Linked DNA regions of Anas platyrhynchos: region 2 is linked to region 1. Evidence: chromatin contacts called from public Hi-C data. All regions are on one chromosome and are shown on one strand. The core of a region is the stretch at or near the end of the contact, and the rest is flanking DNA. Distances in the headings are between cores, read along the strand shown. Region 1 has its middle 120 kb from the start of PPP1R3A. Region 2 has its middle 44 kb from the start of TMEM168.

Region 1 (3,487 bases), core at 324-2,823:
GTGAAACAAATAGAAATAAATAATTTTAAAAAAGAGTAGATTAATTCTCAGTTAAAGATTCTGGAAAACCTGGGTCCGTGAATACTGCTTTCATGATCTTGAAGAGCTTCCATAATTTCTGCTTAGCTGATTCTCCAGGATGGGAAAAGATTAAAGCAGCACAAATTCGCATCACTAGAGAACTTGCTGAGAAATTCCTTGAAAAGGCATTTCATGAAATGCATCTGTAGTTCCTGAACTGAACCCAGGATCCCTACAGAAAACTGTGATAGCCCTGCGATACCAAGTTTCATTCCTGCTTGTTCTCTCTTCTGCTACTCTGTTACCAACCAAATTTAAATATTATCTGATGATTCAATACTCTCCTGGGTGAAGTGGGATTGAGGAAGCAAGTAAATGAATCCTCATTAGCTGGTGGGTTCTGAAATGTGTAATTCATACAAGTGCTCTATAAAATAGAATTTTCCTAAAAAATTTTCCAGTGATACCTTGAGTGAGATGGTATTCCTCCATTAGGTGCCAGCAGAGTAAAGGGGGCTTTAGAATGAAGTTTTGTTCTTAAACACTTTGGTCCTACATTACTGTTCTCTAGAGATGCAAAGTTGTTTGTTGGTTATTTTATTATTATTATTTTTATTGGATATTATGCTGAGAGAGACAGAGAGTGAAATGACAGGGAGACTATAAATTAGCAGAACACCAAGAGGATTAAAATTGTGATAAACCTAAACTAGTGAAAAATCAACAGATGAATTGTTGCTTTTTACTTTATTTATTTGTTCTTAATTTTTCTCTGGAAATCATTTCCCATTATGGAAGATTAGTTGTAAAGTTTACAACATTTTTATCATTTTTATCAAGGAAGCCATCAGCAAAATTAAAGCAAAATTATAATAATTACAACCAGTACTCTCCAAAGATTTAAGACTTGAAATACACATCTGTAGATCATTAACATGTATACAGCAAATACATACTTTTCATTTACTTAGATTGATGCTTATATACAATATCTGTCATTATTTGGCAAATTAAGGAAGCAATTGCAGAACTACTGTGGCTGGTCCAAAGCTGTTGTTATAAAGAAAGACAATATGAGAAAGACACCATGAGAAATGAGAAACAAAATGCTGAAATGTGTTACAGTGCTGATGGTGGCCTAAGCATATTCCTGACTTCTACTGAAATAAGCTTTACAATTAAACATGGAAATTACTTTGTTACGCCTATGAATGTCCCTGAGGATCTCCTTTTTAACAAAACTTTGTACTCTGCCCAGGATAATAATATTTTAATTGATAGGAGAATGTTTTGCTCCCTTTCTTTTCAGAAGTGACTAACGCAAATATAGTGAAGAGTAGTACACACTTATTAAAGGAGAAGGCTGGATATGTCCTGCTATTCCCTGCCTTTTCCTTAGTCATACATTTATATTAAGTCAGTCAGTTTTAATTGAGTCAGTTTTATTATCCCTTTTTTCCAGATTTAAATTTTGTATGTAATGTCCATAATATTTCAGTGTTGTGGCCTCAGCTGTACTGCCTTTGAGTCACCCTAGATCATCTAGTAAGACTCCTGGTTGCACAAGGGGGAGTTAGGCCAATGGTTTTCTAGTATGAATTGCTTAATCCTGGCAGGATACTTGGAGAAAATAACCCTTTTGAGCAGGAACATGAATCCTGTACATGTATTTAGAGCCATACTCCAATGCCCTGCTGTATCCTCTAGGAAATTCTAATTGTGTTTAGCTGTCATCTTAAGTTCTTATGTGATTTAATGATATGGGATAAGAAGATTATTCTGATAGGATATTAAGGAGAAATATCAATTTGATTTAATCCCATGTTTCTGAATCAGCATCCTCAAATGACCTGTGCTGCTGAGCCACTGTACTTCCTAATGAGAACTAAGCTTTCTGCCATTGTTCCTGTACAACCTCCAACACCGGTCCAAGAGCTGTATTTCAACTTACTCAACCGTGGTCTGAGACAGGCAGGCAGATAAATGTACAAATACAAAAGCCTTTTTAAAGAAAGAAACAAAAATCACACTGAGAGATTAAAGATAAAAAAAAAAAAAAAGTGACAGTATACTGACTATCCAACTGCATGACCCGCAAGAAATCATAACTTAAGTTTTCATATTGGGAACCAGAAAGTACATGCTTTCTTAGGGGTCAATTATGTTCTCTCCAAATGGCTCCATGCATTACAAAATGTTGCTAAATTACTATTTAGCTGCTGCTCCCCATTTTATTCAACAGCCAGCCAGAAAATGAGTGCTTTTGCATCTTTGGAAAATGTACAAAACTAAAAAGAAAGCTAGTAGTAGAAGAACAAACTAGATCTCCTGCCTTCTGTTCTTGATCATCTAAATGACCTCAGATAGATTACCTTATTTTTGGCAAAAATATTTTTTCTCTCAAAAATGAAAACAACTGTTTTCTTGACTTTATCTCATTTCATGTTAGTGTAGGACCCAATATAATTCATAATTTTATAAACAAGTTTAGTGGATCGGATTAATGTACAGGCCACTGCTTGGTTTGACAGCCATTTGTCCTCCTTACCCATTCCAGCTTTGTTAAAGGCAGTGAAATTTCTGTCAGATTATGCCTAGACTCTTCCAAATCTGCAGGTTAGAACATTACTTCCTACCAATTCATTGGACAACTGGCCATGAAGATAAAAGTAGCCTATCAGGCTCAGTTAATGAAGATCAATATGTGAGGTGATAGCAAGTTTAGATACAAGTTCAAACATACCCTTGACCATTCTTAGCTCTTATTCCAGTGTTTTCATGTTGTACAATAGTGCAGTATGAAAATGGATGTACAGCCTTGTCAAAACTAACCTTATGATGATTAAAATTTAAAGTTCAATGATTGGATTTTTTATTTTTTTTCCAGTGGAAAACCTGGCTCTCCAAATATATCGTAGCCATATAAACATCAAATAAGTAATGTAAATGGAAATACACTGTCGTGTTTCAGTGCTTTGAGAATCACTACTCCACTACTCCCTTTTTGTTCTTTTTGTTCATCAAATTACACATGAGCTTCAGTATAAAAAAAAAAAAAAAAAAAAAAAAAAGTTAAATTTGAATCCTAGCATGATTGCACAGAAAATTCTAAAAATTTCATCATTTAAATTAAAAAATGAATCAGAATTTTGTAAATTAATCCTACAGATGCAAGGTAATGCACAATTAAGTAAAGTAATCTAACATATGTCCTACATACTTAGATACAGTGGGGGGCAGCCATAGAATTAGAGCACCAATCTACGTATTGTAGACCATATGTCACATTTGTAGACCACTTGGAAGCTGCAGCTGCTGCAAACTGAAGTTCCTATTTGCTTAGCAGATCTGGCAGTAGGAGCATACCTTATGTTAGTGTTGTTTTTACTATATGTTCCCACAGTGCAAATTCATGCTGTTGATGCTGATTGCTAAACCTGTATGTTTTTGTTCCTTGTTACCAGAA
Region 2 (3,487 bases), core at 320-2,819, 390 kb before region 1:
TAACAGTGTTACTGTAGCTCTGATAGCCTAAGGGTATAAGTGAGCCAAGGTTTATAAGTCTAAGTAACATATTTTAATTACTTTATCAGTTGAAATTTTCCATAAAGAAATCAAGATTTCTCTGACACTCATCCAAGGCAAAATGAGAGATGCTGATGCAGGACTTGATTAATATATAATTAAAGGACGAAAATATAGTGACAATTAATAAAGTTTTATAGAAAAATGACATTATTAATTAATTGGAAGACAGATTCCTCCTCACCAATTCCATATTTTTGTATTTTACCGAATATATTATTTAATCGGTATTTACACCATGGATTAGCTTTCTCATTTTTCTTCAATTAAGCTCAATTTGAACCAGAAAAACCTTGAGTTTCTAACCAATGATGTGATCAGGGATCTTTAAGGCAACCTGGAAAGGACAGAACCTTTAGGAGCTCGCTGTGGCTTTTGTGGCCAGCTACAAACAGATTAGAGGTCAAGATTTTTTATATGTAAAAACTGTTTAAATGCATGTCTTACCGTGATAGTATGATTTTTTATTTTTATTTTTATTTTTTTTTTCCATTGAGCTAAATGTGACTTCATTAATTGGCATTAGACAATTTGATTCCTCTACCTAACTTCACGTTTGAGAAACCTGTTGTGAATTTAACCTTTCAGCATACATACTTGGTGTCTTTGCAAGCTATTTTTCAAAGTACTTGTTTGAAGGTTTGACTTCACTTTTTGGAAGTGTCATCAACTAACAGAAAGTCTTTTTTAACTCACTATAGAAAATGCCTCAGGGTTAGGTAATACTCCATGAAACTCCTCAACTATATTTTCAGTTAGATCCATTTGATTACATAGACTAAGAACAGAATAAGTTGACTTCTGTGAGGTATAATGCCAGTAGTTAGCTGAAGTAAGATGAAACATTTTCAGAGAACCCATTCATGGATTCTTGGCATGGATTATCTGGAGAAGATTTTTTTTTAAATACTGTGGAATTAAACTTCATTGTAGGATTATAACTAATTACAGTTTACTGTTCAATCCTGCCATTACCAAAAAAATAAAACAGGTTTCCTCTAGTAGTATGTATCAGTTTTACTCCTGGACTGAGATTATTTTATGCTTAGTCACATTTCAGTTTGAAATGCAGTTTAACAAGCTTATTTCTTTCCACATTTGAGAAGGTTACTTCCAACGTGTTCAGAAGTTTGCAAAAATAAGTCTGAATTTTGTGGCCTAGTAGAAATAACTACAACTGAAGCGACATGGAAAATCAAAAGTTCATCTGAAGTCTCTCAGTACATTGCAGAGTTGGAATTGGAAGCATGTGTCCCTGTATCGAGAGACCAGGTTTCCTGACTTAAGCTAAAGTTATTTATCACATAGTTCAAGAAGGATCGTTGTCCTTAGTGGAACCTTGTGCTTTGCCTTTGTTGAGTTCAGCAGTAATCTGTCTGTCTGATATAGTTGCTTACAAAAACTTTGCATCCATGTAAAACTTCAGACAGTTGCACTTTTCAGAGTAGTTAACAGTAGACTTAAAATGAAAAAGTAGCATTGCATAGTGAGCATTGCACTCATACAGGTCACCCTTGCTAAAGATTAATCTGAACTATGTCACAGCTCTTGGTGTCAAGGCTATCAGTGTGTCAGTGCCAATATTTATTAATTCCTGAGGAAGCCAAAACCACTTCAGTGAAAATTTATCACCATTGCAAGTTTCCCTCTGTACAGTATTTTTTTCACTAACATACCAAAAAAAGATTGTTTGTCTCAAATCACTTTGAAGTATTTCACAACAGCCTTTGTGTGATGAATTTTCAAAATAATATTGTACTACACGGCTTGCAAACTTTTATCATAAATATAATAGAATGAAAGAATGCATAAAGTCTCTTTTGCATTATTTTTATTTGATCTGCATTTAAGACATTGATGCATAAATTATATTTCTTTATTGTGATTCAGTACAAGCTATTTAATTAAAGAACCAATTAAAATGATTCTATTTTTAAAATATTCTCTTATTCTAGGTTAACTACTTTTTCCTTCTCTGTATATATACATGTATATATATATATATATATATTTTTTTTTTTTTTTTCAAGCAATACCCCCTATTTTTATTTGGGAAATATTTTTGTTCAGAGACTTGGAATCCGTTCCTTCCCTTGATTTTTGTAGGGCTGGAAATCTTCCATTATAATTTTGCTTATAAAATATGCAACTCTAATAATTTAATTGGTGCTTCTTTTATCTTCCCCATGGCAATGATTGTTCTGTAGACAACAGAGGCCACATCTAGCTGCTACTGAAACCAGACTCTTTCTCTTGTAATCTCAATGGAGAGTGAAGCAGGTTTCATGAAAATGGATGATAGCTTGTAGATCAAACAAAGGTATCCCCGTGTTGCTGTGTGATGAAGATGCATCTCAACACCCTTCTGTTCTGTCCATTTCTTGAGAGAGCACTGCTCTTATATATTATAAGCCAGTACTGCAGCCTCAGCCTGCAGATCCTACTACTAATTAAGTAGTAGGTACTACTTCTAATTAAGCACTTCTAATCAAAACTGATAATTTCTGTTAAATGAATATTTCTCTTAAATGAGGCATACTAATATTTCAAGAAGTTTGTGTTGCCATTACAAAGCCTATACATCTGGAGTTCTTTTCTATCTGAAATTTATTTCAAAGCATTTTTCCACTCAGAAAATGAAGCTGTCCTGTTTCATGTCCTGATTCCAAACTGAGTTGAATGCCCCAGCTTTCAGCAGCTCTTAGGTCTTGTTCCTGGAATAGGAAGATTTCTGTCACCTGAAGATTATTTATCGGTATGACTGAAGGCAGTGTGACTGTAACTTCCGAGAGCTTCTGCTGAGGACTTGCTGTGTAGTATTTACAAGATATTTAGCATCTTAATTCATAGGTGTATCAACATTTGAGACCCAAAAATGAGACAACTAGCTGAGAGAAAAGACTATTTGGGATGCCACTGAGCTGCAAGCAGTTAGCATCCTCTGGGAGGTGCTAGTGCTTTATAGTATTGTGTTCCCAGCTTATACATTGTGGGGCATGTCTTTCTAGTGAGGCACTGAATGCTTTTTATTCTTATCAAGTCTGGGGAAGCTGGGGAGGAGTAGTCTTGGAAAACTGGTCTCTTAAAAGCGTCATAAATTTTACTCATTTTAGATCATTTCTCTGAGTGGCATTATTAGCATATGCATTTATTTTTTATAGAATCTTTACTAATTTCACTTTCTCATACAGAATGAAAGATTTCAACTAGAAAAAAAATGCATTATTTCTGCATTTAAGTCCCTATGACAGCACATTGATCTACAATGATACTGAACAAGAAAACTATCTCACTATTTTTATCCAGGCATGGATGCACATACCTTGTTTTACCTGGCATAATTATGACCAAAATGCTGCAAAATCTGGAGGAGATCCTCTGTTCCTTTGTAATACAAGTAACATAA

What was found. Hi-C and Micro-C count contacts between places; a contact is called where the count stands out from the background.
Region 2: a contact with region 1 is called in a Hi-C map of liver, with 2.8 times the contacts expected there. The contact joins two enhancer-like sites. A contact is called at or near these places in 2 of 8 Hi-C or Micro-C datasets (liver and subcutaneous adipose tissue).

Annotation. Positions count from the first base shown.
Region 1 is chr1:28,123,302-28,126,788 of IASCAAS_PekinDuck_T2T, reverse strand. No RefSeq gene overlaps it. Among named protein-coding and RNA genes, the nearest start is that of PPP1R3A, 120 kb to the right of the region's middle. Within about 2 kb of position 1,573, at least 1 of the 8 cell types and tissues checked has an H3K27ac peak or open chromatin away from gene starts, as enhancers often do.
Region 2 is chr1:28,508,478-28,511,964 of IASCAAS_PekinDuck_T2T, reverse strand. No RefSeq gene overlaps it. Among named protein-coding and RNA genes, the nearest start is that of TMEM168, 44 kb to the right of the region's middle. Within about 2 kb of position 1,569, at least 2 of the 8 cell types and tissues checked have an H3K27ac peak or open chromatin away from gene starts, as enhancers often do.